2 separate regions of the Rattus norvegicus genome follow, and region 2 is linked to region 1. A link is a contact called in public Hi-C data. All regions are on one chromosome and are shown on one strand. Each heading gives the region's core, a stretch centred on a gene start, on an enhancer-like site or on the middle of the called end of the contact. The rest is flanking DNA. Distances are from core to core; before and after follow the strand shown. Region 1 overlaps Ppp2r5e (protein phosphatase 2 regulatory subunit B', epsilon). Region 2 overlaps Ppp2r5e (protein phosphatase 2 regulatory subunit B', epsilon).

Evidence for each region. Hi-C and Micro-C count contacts between places; a contact is called where the count stands out from the background.
Region 2: a Hi-C map of liver shows a contact between it and region 1, with 1.8 times the contacts expected there. The contact joins two enhancer-like sites. A contact is called at or near these places in 3 of 12 Hi-C or Micro-C datasets (kidney and liver).

What each region holds. Positions count from the first base shown.
Region 1 is chr6:99,947,068-99,951,128 of GRCr8, forward strand. It overlaps Ppp2r5e (protein phosphatase 2 regulatory subunit B', epsilon), which reads right to left. Exons shown (of 12, transcript NM_001106740.1): 4 at 1,704-1,805. Among named protein-coding and RNA genes, the nearest start is that of Gphb5, 79 kb to the left of the region's middle. Within about 2 kb of position 1,839, at least 3 of the 93 cell types and tissues checked have an H3K27ac peak or open chromatin away from gene starts, as enhancers often do. A contact at or near this core is called in liver, where this site is marked.
Region 2 is chr6:99,988,791-99,992,851 of GRCr8, forward strand. All of the region lies in intron 2 of Ppp2r5e (protein phosphatase 2 regulatory subunit B', epsilon), which reads right to left. Among named protein-coding and RNA genes, the nearest start is that of Ppp2r5e, 63 kb to the right of the region's middle. Within about 2 kb of position 2,286, at least 8 of the 93 cell types and tissues checked have an H3K27ac peak or open chromatin away from gene starts, as enhancers often do. A contact at or near this core is called in liver, where this site is marked.

The DNA.
Region 1 (4,061 bases), core at 589-3,088:
CAATTTTTTAAGTTCAGGAAGATAAATTGAAATATTAAGTCTTTGCTGAATTTTAGTGGGACTTCAAGTGTGTGCAGAAAATGCTCTGCAGATGATGACAATGGCCTGACTCTTCACTGGGATGCACACCTTGAGATGGAGGGCATTTTCAGACAAACACTTTCTTAAAAATTTTATTTTCTCTCAGACAAAATTTCAATCCAGTTGGCTAGTATCAAGCATTACAAATAAGACAAATTTCCTTATCACCCAGTAAATAACCCCTGACCCATGCTCATGCAAGCAACCCTGATTCAACTTAGCAGGTTTAAAAATCAAGCCAGGTATGGTAGCACACGCCATAATCAGCAGAGCCCGGTAGACCTCTGGGATACATACACAGTAAGAATCTATTTCCAAAACTGAAAAGAAACTGAAAAAAAAAAAAAAAATCAGAGCAGGATGCAGTCCTGCTGAAGTCTCCATGACAGAAAGAGAGGTGACAGACTAGGGAAGGGAAATGACAAAAGTTTGCTATGCTCATACAAGAAGTCATTTAAAAAAAACAATAAAATATAACCAGATTTCCACCATTCAAAGGGGTTTTGATCTGTTTGTTTTTGAATTTTGTATCATCCAGAAAATACATATGAGAAAGACAGTAGAGGCCTACAAATCTCTTACAGTATATATAACTCACCAGATGACTGAAGAGCCAGATAACCTAAGAGACCAAACAGTATTAAAACTAACATAACTTGCCCAACCTTGGTCCTCTCAGAGGATCACACAGGACCACAAGCCTGAGGACAGGGTGTGGAAAATAGCCCTGGAAAGAGCCCCGTAACCACAACGGCAGGCAATGTACCCATAATAACCTATAGGCACTAAAAAAGGATTAGCCATGTTGCAAGTCTACGTAAAAAACTCTAGCGTGGGGAAAACATACACGCAGATTCCTGTGAGCCTTTCACAAGCTCAGTGAGTGAGCACCACACACAGGGGCTCCTGTCGGGTGCTGACGGACAGAGCTCAGTCCTTCTCTTCCACCCTCCCTCTCCTTCACGTTATTTCTCACTGTCCTCTGCAAACATTCCAACTCAAGGGAAATTGGCTTAGGAGCCCACACATTCAAGCATCTGTCTTCTTCTTTTAAGGAACGTTGGCCTCAAGAAAGGACACAAAAATAAGGAGTTGATACGTAAGTAAACTAAGTAGACAGCCTGGCACTGGTGCCCTGACAGTTTTCTCCACTCTTCCTCTCTCTCACTGCCATATGGCTCTGACCTTTGCATAAACTAAGGAAACCCACTAAGTGATATTGCAAAGACAGGCATACAAAGTCCCCGGGCACCTACTACTTAAAAAAAAAAAAGAACCCGGGGTATGTATTCTGTGACCTAATCACATGCAGCTAGCCCAAATATGAAAAGAGCTCTGTTCCTGGTTGAATTTCCAGGGGCAGGATGTAAAATGGTTCAGTTAAGGGAGTAAGACCTAGGCATTGGACCTGCAATACAGAGACCCAGTGGGTCACGGAAAAGTTTTGCACTGAAACCCAGTTCCTCTCTTCTGGCATGCTAATTAGCAAGCACATGAAACACAAAAGCATGCATTGATTTGCCAATATTTATTCTAATTTGGTCTCTTCCTTCCAGGAATCCCCATGCTAACCAGGAAGAGTTAATGGAGTTTCTTTATAACACATTTGAAAAGTCGAGTACCTGTAGGTGGGGCCATGATGCCTCGAGGGTAGGTTCATCTTCTTCTGGGTCGAATTCATTGCTGTCACTAGGAGGGAGAGTTCTGAATATATTGCAAGACACCTAAAAATAAACAAGCAGCAATCAGGTCCAAGTACCTCTGGCCGGTGCTCTGGGGACACAGTGCATTAGGGAATGCCACGGAACTGAAAACAGGGACTTCTTTCCACAGGCTCCGGGCTGCGACCACGTAGAGGCAAATCTGGAAAGCCCAAGGGTGACATCTGGCCGTCTCCGAAGCAGGACTTCTTGTCCTCACTGACACCCTACTCAAGCCCTGTGGCTGGCCGGGCGTGTCCCGTCAGAGCCCCACTGGTTTCCATACCCACCAAATGTGCTTCTAACAAACCCATTTACACTAATATACACAGAACTACCAATGGCTTGAAAGCACTTCCTTTCCCTGGCTCATTCACAATTCACACATTTATTGTTAAACTCATAATGAAACTTCTGACATTCACACACATTAAAAAAAAAAATTGGATCAGGAAAGAAATTTAAGAACCTTCCTAACATCCTTTAAAATCAAGCCTAATCTTGTCCCAGATGGTTTAGGAATTACTGTGGAAGCCCTTGACGAGCTGCATGTATGTCTAAAGCCCCACAACTCACCATTTCTTTGCCATAGGCGATATCTAAATTAGATGCTGACTGTCCAGCTTTAAGACTGGAGACTGTTGAAGAAGGACGAAGAAGACTCAACGGATTTCCTACTATGCATAGTACAAGACTGTCATCACAAAACAGCTATTTCTTAAACCTGCGAATGCTGTTCTCGGCTTCCTTTTTCATTTCCTTGCTAGCTCTTCTGCTCCATATTCACCTAACCTTGTAATCAGACACATCCTCTGACCTGAAGACTCAAACAGGAACAGCAGAGAAATGGATAGAAGGGGACAGAGGAGAGGGACAGAACATGAGAGGCCTTGCAGGATTTTGTACACGGTAGAAAATGATGAGCTACACTGTGCTGCTTTGAGTTTTCTTGTGTTTCACTGTGGAACCTGGGCTGGCTGCAAACTCAGGATCCACCTGCCTGCCTCTGCCTCCAGAGTACTGAGATTAAAGTACTGTGCCTGGCTGCTGTGCTGGTTTGAGAAAGGAAGGAGAAAAGCTTTAGAAGTCCCATGGGATCAATGTGTTTACAAGTTCTTATTAGTACTTATCGGTGTATACTCTGTTCTAGGCACTGAGAAAATAATAGTGAACAAAGAAAAGCCACCCTTCGTGAAAATTCTATTCTAGTTAAAGCTGCAATGTCCCATTTCCTAGTTATGAATAGTCAACATAGATGCGTAAGCTATGAAAGATGATTGGCTGTTTCTTGAAGTACAACAGGAAGTTGTAATGGATGGCGCACAGGGAAGTCACATGACTTGATTTGTCCTTTTAAATCAGTCCAGCAGTTCCAGAGAATTTAGGTAGTATGATAAGAACAGAGGTGGCTCAGACTAGGGGATGGCAAAGCAAACAGGATGTGTGGTTAAAGGGCATTGAAATGCTAGCTCAGTGGTTAAGCAAACTGACTGTTCTCCCAAAGGTCCCAGGTTCAATTCCCAGTACCCATGTGGTGGCTTACAACTTTCCATTAACTCCAGTACCAGGGGCCCTGACATCGTCTTCTGAACTTCACAGGTACCATGCATATACACATAAATACATGCACACACACACACACACACACACACACCCCGCACACGTAAAATTAATTAAGTGAATCATTTACAAAGAAACAAATAAACAAAGGATGGTTTCCCAAGATAAAGACTGGGAAGCAAAAGATGTTTTGTTTTGTTTGCTTGCTTTGGTAGAAAGACTCAGAGGTTCAGCTAAAGATATACTAAAAGCAACAAGACATATGAAGTTGGACTTGGACTGGACAGATTGGGGTTAGAGACAACTGAGAACTTACATGTGCATGGATACTTAGTGCCAGGGTTTGACTGGATCACTTTGGAAGAGCTGCTGTACACCCCAACATTTGGAAGTGAAGTACATCAAGAAGTGTGCGTTTAAAGCAGGGTAGAAGAATGAACTGGAGGTTGCTATCTGTGAGCTAAAAGAGGAGACAGATGAGAAAGAGGAGGAAATAGCAAGGAACGTTGTCCAGAGACTGAAAAGGATGTCATGTCTACGGCAGCCATCACAACTCCAACGGAGCCCTGGAAACAGAAGCCGGGGAGCTGAGCTGCTAGGTTACAAGCACCCAGCAGCTCCAGTGGAACCTGGGCTGTCAGAATCTCCCCAGTGTTCCAGAAAGTCAGCTGACAACATTCTCTATTTTATTTCAAATAATGGGAAATATTAGAAATCTTT
Region 2 (4,061 bases), core at 1,036-3,535, 42 kb after region 1:
CAAATGAAAACTTCCACTCCTTGGCAAATGAAGCCCACATGTGTTAAATTCAGTAATGAGGGAAACTGAATCGTAGACCATGGTTCCCTCCACTGCCCGACTAAAGGCCGCCTTACTGTATTCAGTCAAGAAACAAACACCAATTTCAGAGCAAACTGTGGCAAGAAATAATGAGAATACCCAGCACTTAGAGGGGAGCATGCATGCATTCCGAATACCCAGCACTTAGAGGGGAGCATGCATGCATTCCAAATACCCAGCACTTAGAGGGGAGCATGCATGCATTCCGAATACCCAGCACTTAGAGGGGAGCATGCATGCATTCCTATGTGGTAGTCATTGGCATCCATGTCAGTATGCTGTCTTTGACAGTGACTCCTTAAGCAGTTAGCATTCCTACCAGCACTCCCTTCCTCAGCATGCTTGACCTGACTTGGGCATCTGTGTGCAGCTGAGCTGAGCCACTGGTAAATATTGCAAGCAAAAAAGGAAAAGTGAAAGACAGCAATTGTAATCAATGGGAGAATTAATGCTTAACCCAGTTCCTAAATTCCTTTTATAAAACTCTTTTGCCCTGTGTACTTTAACAGCATGTCTTGTATCATTTTTAAAAGTTGATCTAGTAAGTTGTAGCACCATAGTTTTTTAGAAATGAATACATTCAACACAGTGAGTGTAAGCTCTGCCTCATTTCGCTTTCATATTGATTACAATTACACTTCCCTGTGTGAGTGCATGCACATGCAAGCACGCCCAATGTGCACACAGGGATAGAAAGTAAAACAAACTCTTTATACAAATAAAAAAAAAAATACCATCACAAATTTTCTAGGAGAGTTATTTCCACTTTTGTGTGATTTGGCTTTTGGAAATAAAAATAAGATACATTAACTAAATGATTTATATGGGGGATAAATCAAAAATTATAACAATTGTCTACCAGACTATTTCTTACTTATTAGGAAAACTATAATCATGGTACCCACAAAATAGAGAGCTGGAAACACATCCAGAAAGTAAAGTAAGCATCACTTAGGTTTTGTCCTGGAGGGTTCTGTCACTCTGACAACATTTCTGAGGCAGGGATGTGATGGCTCAGTGGGGAGAGACCTGCTGCCAAACCTAGCGACCTGACTTCTGTCCCCAGGACATGTGTGGTAGAAGGAAGATCACTAACTTATCCTCTGACTTCCACATTTACACTACAGTATGGTAGCACACATAAAACACACACATATGCACACAAAATAAAAAATAATAATAATTTTAAAAACTATTTTAGAGGTTGAGGATGTAACTTGGCAGTAGCATGCTTGCCCAGCAAGTGCCAAGCCTTGGGTTTGGGTCTCAGCTCTAAAAAAAAAAAAAAAAAGAAAGAAAAAGAAAAAGAAAAGAAAAGAAGAGAAAAGAAAATTTTTTTCTTATTACCAGAAATAATAGAAGAAAAAGGCTGTCTGAGCTTCTTGGCCTTTGTGCTTTGCGCTGTGGCACAATAGTGTACAAGGAGGGAGGGCATAGTGGAAGAAGTCTATCCTCTTCATAGCAACTGAGAACCAAAGAAGAACAAAGGAGATCCTAATATCATCTCCCAGAGCGCACAGCCAGTGACCTAACTCCCTGAAAGGAGCCCCTTCCTCCTAAGGCTCCATTTTCTCCCAGCATTGCCACAGGATGGCAACCAAGCCATCAACACACAGATACTAAATAACCAGCAGGAAAAACAAAGCAAATACATAAAGCCTTTGGGACTACTCCAGATCCAAATCAATAGCTATCCACACATACATTTTAAAACAGCCGTGGTGCTTACTGGGTGTCACAGGACATGCCCTCGATTCCAGCACTCAGGAGTCAGAGTCAGAACTCTTTAAGTTCCAGGCGAGTCAGGACTACACAGTTAAGACTGTCTGCTAAAAGTTAAAACAAATAAAGTAATTAAAATAGGGCTAGGGGTTGAGGCCAGGGCCCTGCATCCAGGAGACAAACATACCACTGAGCCATAGCCACAGCCCACGTAAGTTGCATAGGAACTGTATTTTCAAAACAAATTAGTAAGAGTAGTTACATCAACTCACATTTTTGTAAAGTTCTTTAATGTTCATTTAGAAAGTACTAGTATCCAAAATCTCAAGCCCACTCTGGCTTAATTTTTTTGAAGTATTGAACAGCTTCTAGAAAACTCCATGATCTGCTCATGAGAAAATAAAAGCATGTATTGTCAGTACTGTTATAAAAAGGGTGACTTCACAGGCTGTGAGTCATCTCAGGGACCTCCAGGAGGCCCAGTGCAAACTGGACACTCAGGACACTGGGGAGGGAATCCAGCCCTGGGCTATGCTCTGCTCTATTACAGAGCGGTGCCCTGGCCTGCCCCAGCATATTTTGACAATACCTGGTTCGGGATCTGGGATATACACTGAGAATGCACAAGATCTGCCTCCACTTCTAATTTGCCTCTACAACAGAGTAAATCCCTTCACTTCTCTAGGTCCTAATTATCTCTCAAAAGGGGGAAAAGAGCATCTGTCTCCTGTCCATCACTCCCTGCTTTCATAATACTGAAATTGCACAGACTTGCACTCAGGGCTCTTTGGAAGATTAACTTCTCCTTATGGAAAGCTCCTGAGTATTACACAGGTGGCAGCTCCACCTGTCTGCCCCAAGCATGCTCACCTGTTCACACGGCACTTTGCCAAATGAACCGACTGGTTTGTTGACCCACCCTTACAACACAGAGAATGAGCACAGCGCTGACTTCCAAGGCTGGCACAATAAAACCAAGAAGTGGCTGTCTACCTAATTCTGTGTAGGCAGCACCCAGGAGAGTACTGTCAGCACATGTAAATTCTTCCTGATAAATCATACCCAGAAATGACAGCCCCAGAGAATAGAAAAGCCTGAAGAGGCTTCTCTGAGCCTGCAGATTACATTCACACTAGTAAAAAGAAACTGGCAGAGGGGGAAAAAAAAATACATGTACTCCATATTAGGTTGAACTGTAGGAAATTTCCAATTTTATAAGTCAAAAATCGTCAGACGTTGGGACTTTCTTTTGTCTCAATTTAACATAATGCTTTATTTTGTTATGGGCACTGGAACTAGGAGTGTTAACACTGCCAAAAGACAACGACCCTCAACCTGGAAGACACAGACAGCACTTTGCAAAGGCAAATGCGCCTTGTGTTACTTTGTTGTGTAAATGTTTATACTCAAAAAGCAGAAAAGGATCCCACGGTGAACCCTGACATGCCCACAGCTAACTCCGGCAATTAATGAGCTTGGCCAACACTGCTCCACATATAACTTTCTAAGGGACTTCATCTCCAAAGCACTGACTTCCTTATGCTATCTGCCTGAACCCTGCTTATCTCTAAACTGAGTCCTCTTTGTTCAGTTAACCTTTCAAAATCCTCCCTACTCAAATTTACAAAGGAGATGCACACCAAGACAGACTTAATGCTCTCTAATCCCCAACCAGAGCATAGCTCACTTCTTCCCTTCTCTCACCAGATAGGGCCAGCTGACATCCTGGTATAAATGCTAAGAAAATGAATAGCTTACAATTAGAAAACCAATTATTTTGCAAGTCTGGTAGTTTCTCTGCTTTCAACAATATTGAAAGGAATGTCTGTTGTAGTTAAATCTGAAGTCTCTCTCTCTCTCTCTCCCTCTCCCTCTCCTGCTCCCCCCCACCCACCGCACCCCCACACACAACGTGTTTCCCAGCTTAGTGACACTATTCCAGTAAGTTCTGGAACTTTTGAGATGTATCTGACGAACAGAGGCCACTAAGGCCCTTCTGCTCTGAGCGCTCCAGTTTCTGTCTAACAACTGGATATGACCAGCTACTGTAAGCTTCCATTGCAATGCCTTCCACACCATGATGGGTGGGACCTGCTCAAACAGGGGTTGTCAACCGGGGGGTCTCAACTCTTCTGGGGGTTAAATAACACTTTTATAGGCGTCTTATACCAACCAGATGTTTACACTATGATTGGTAACAGTAGCAAAATAATTAGTTATAAAGTAGCAATGAAAGTAACTTTATGGTTGAGGATCAT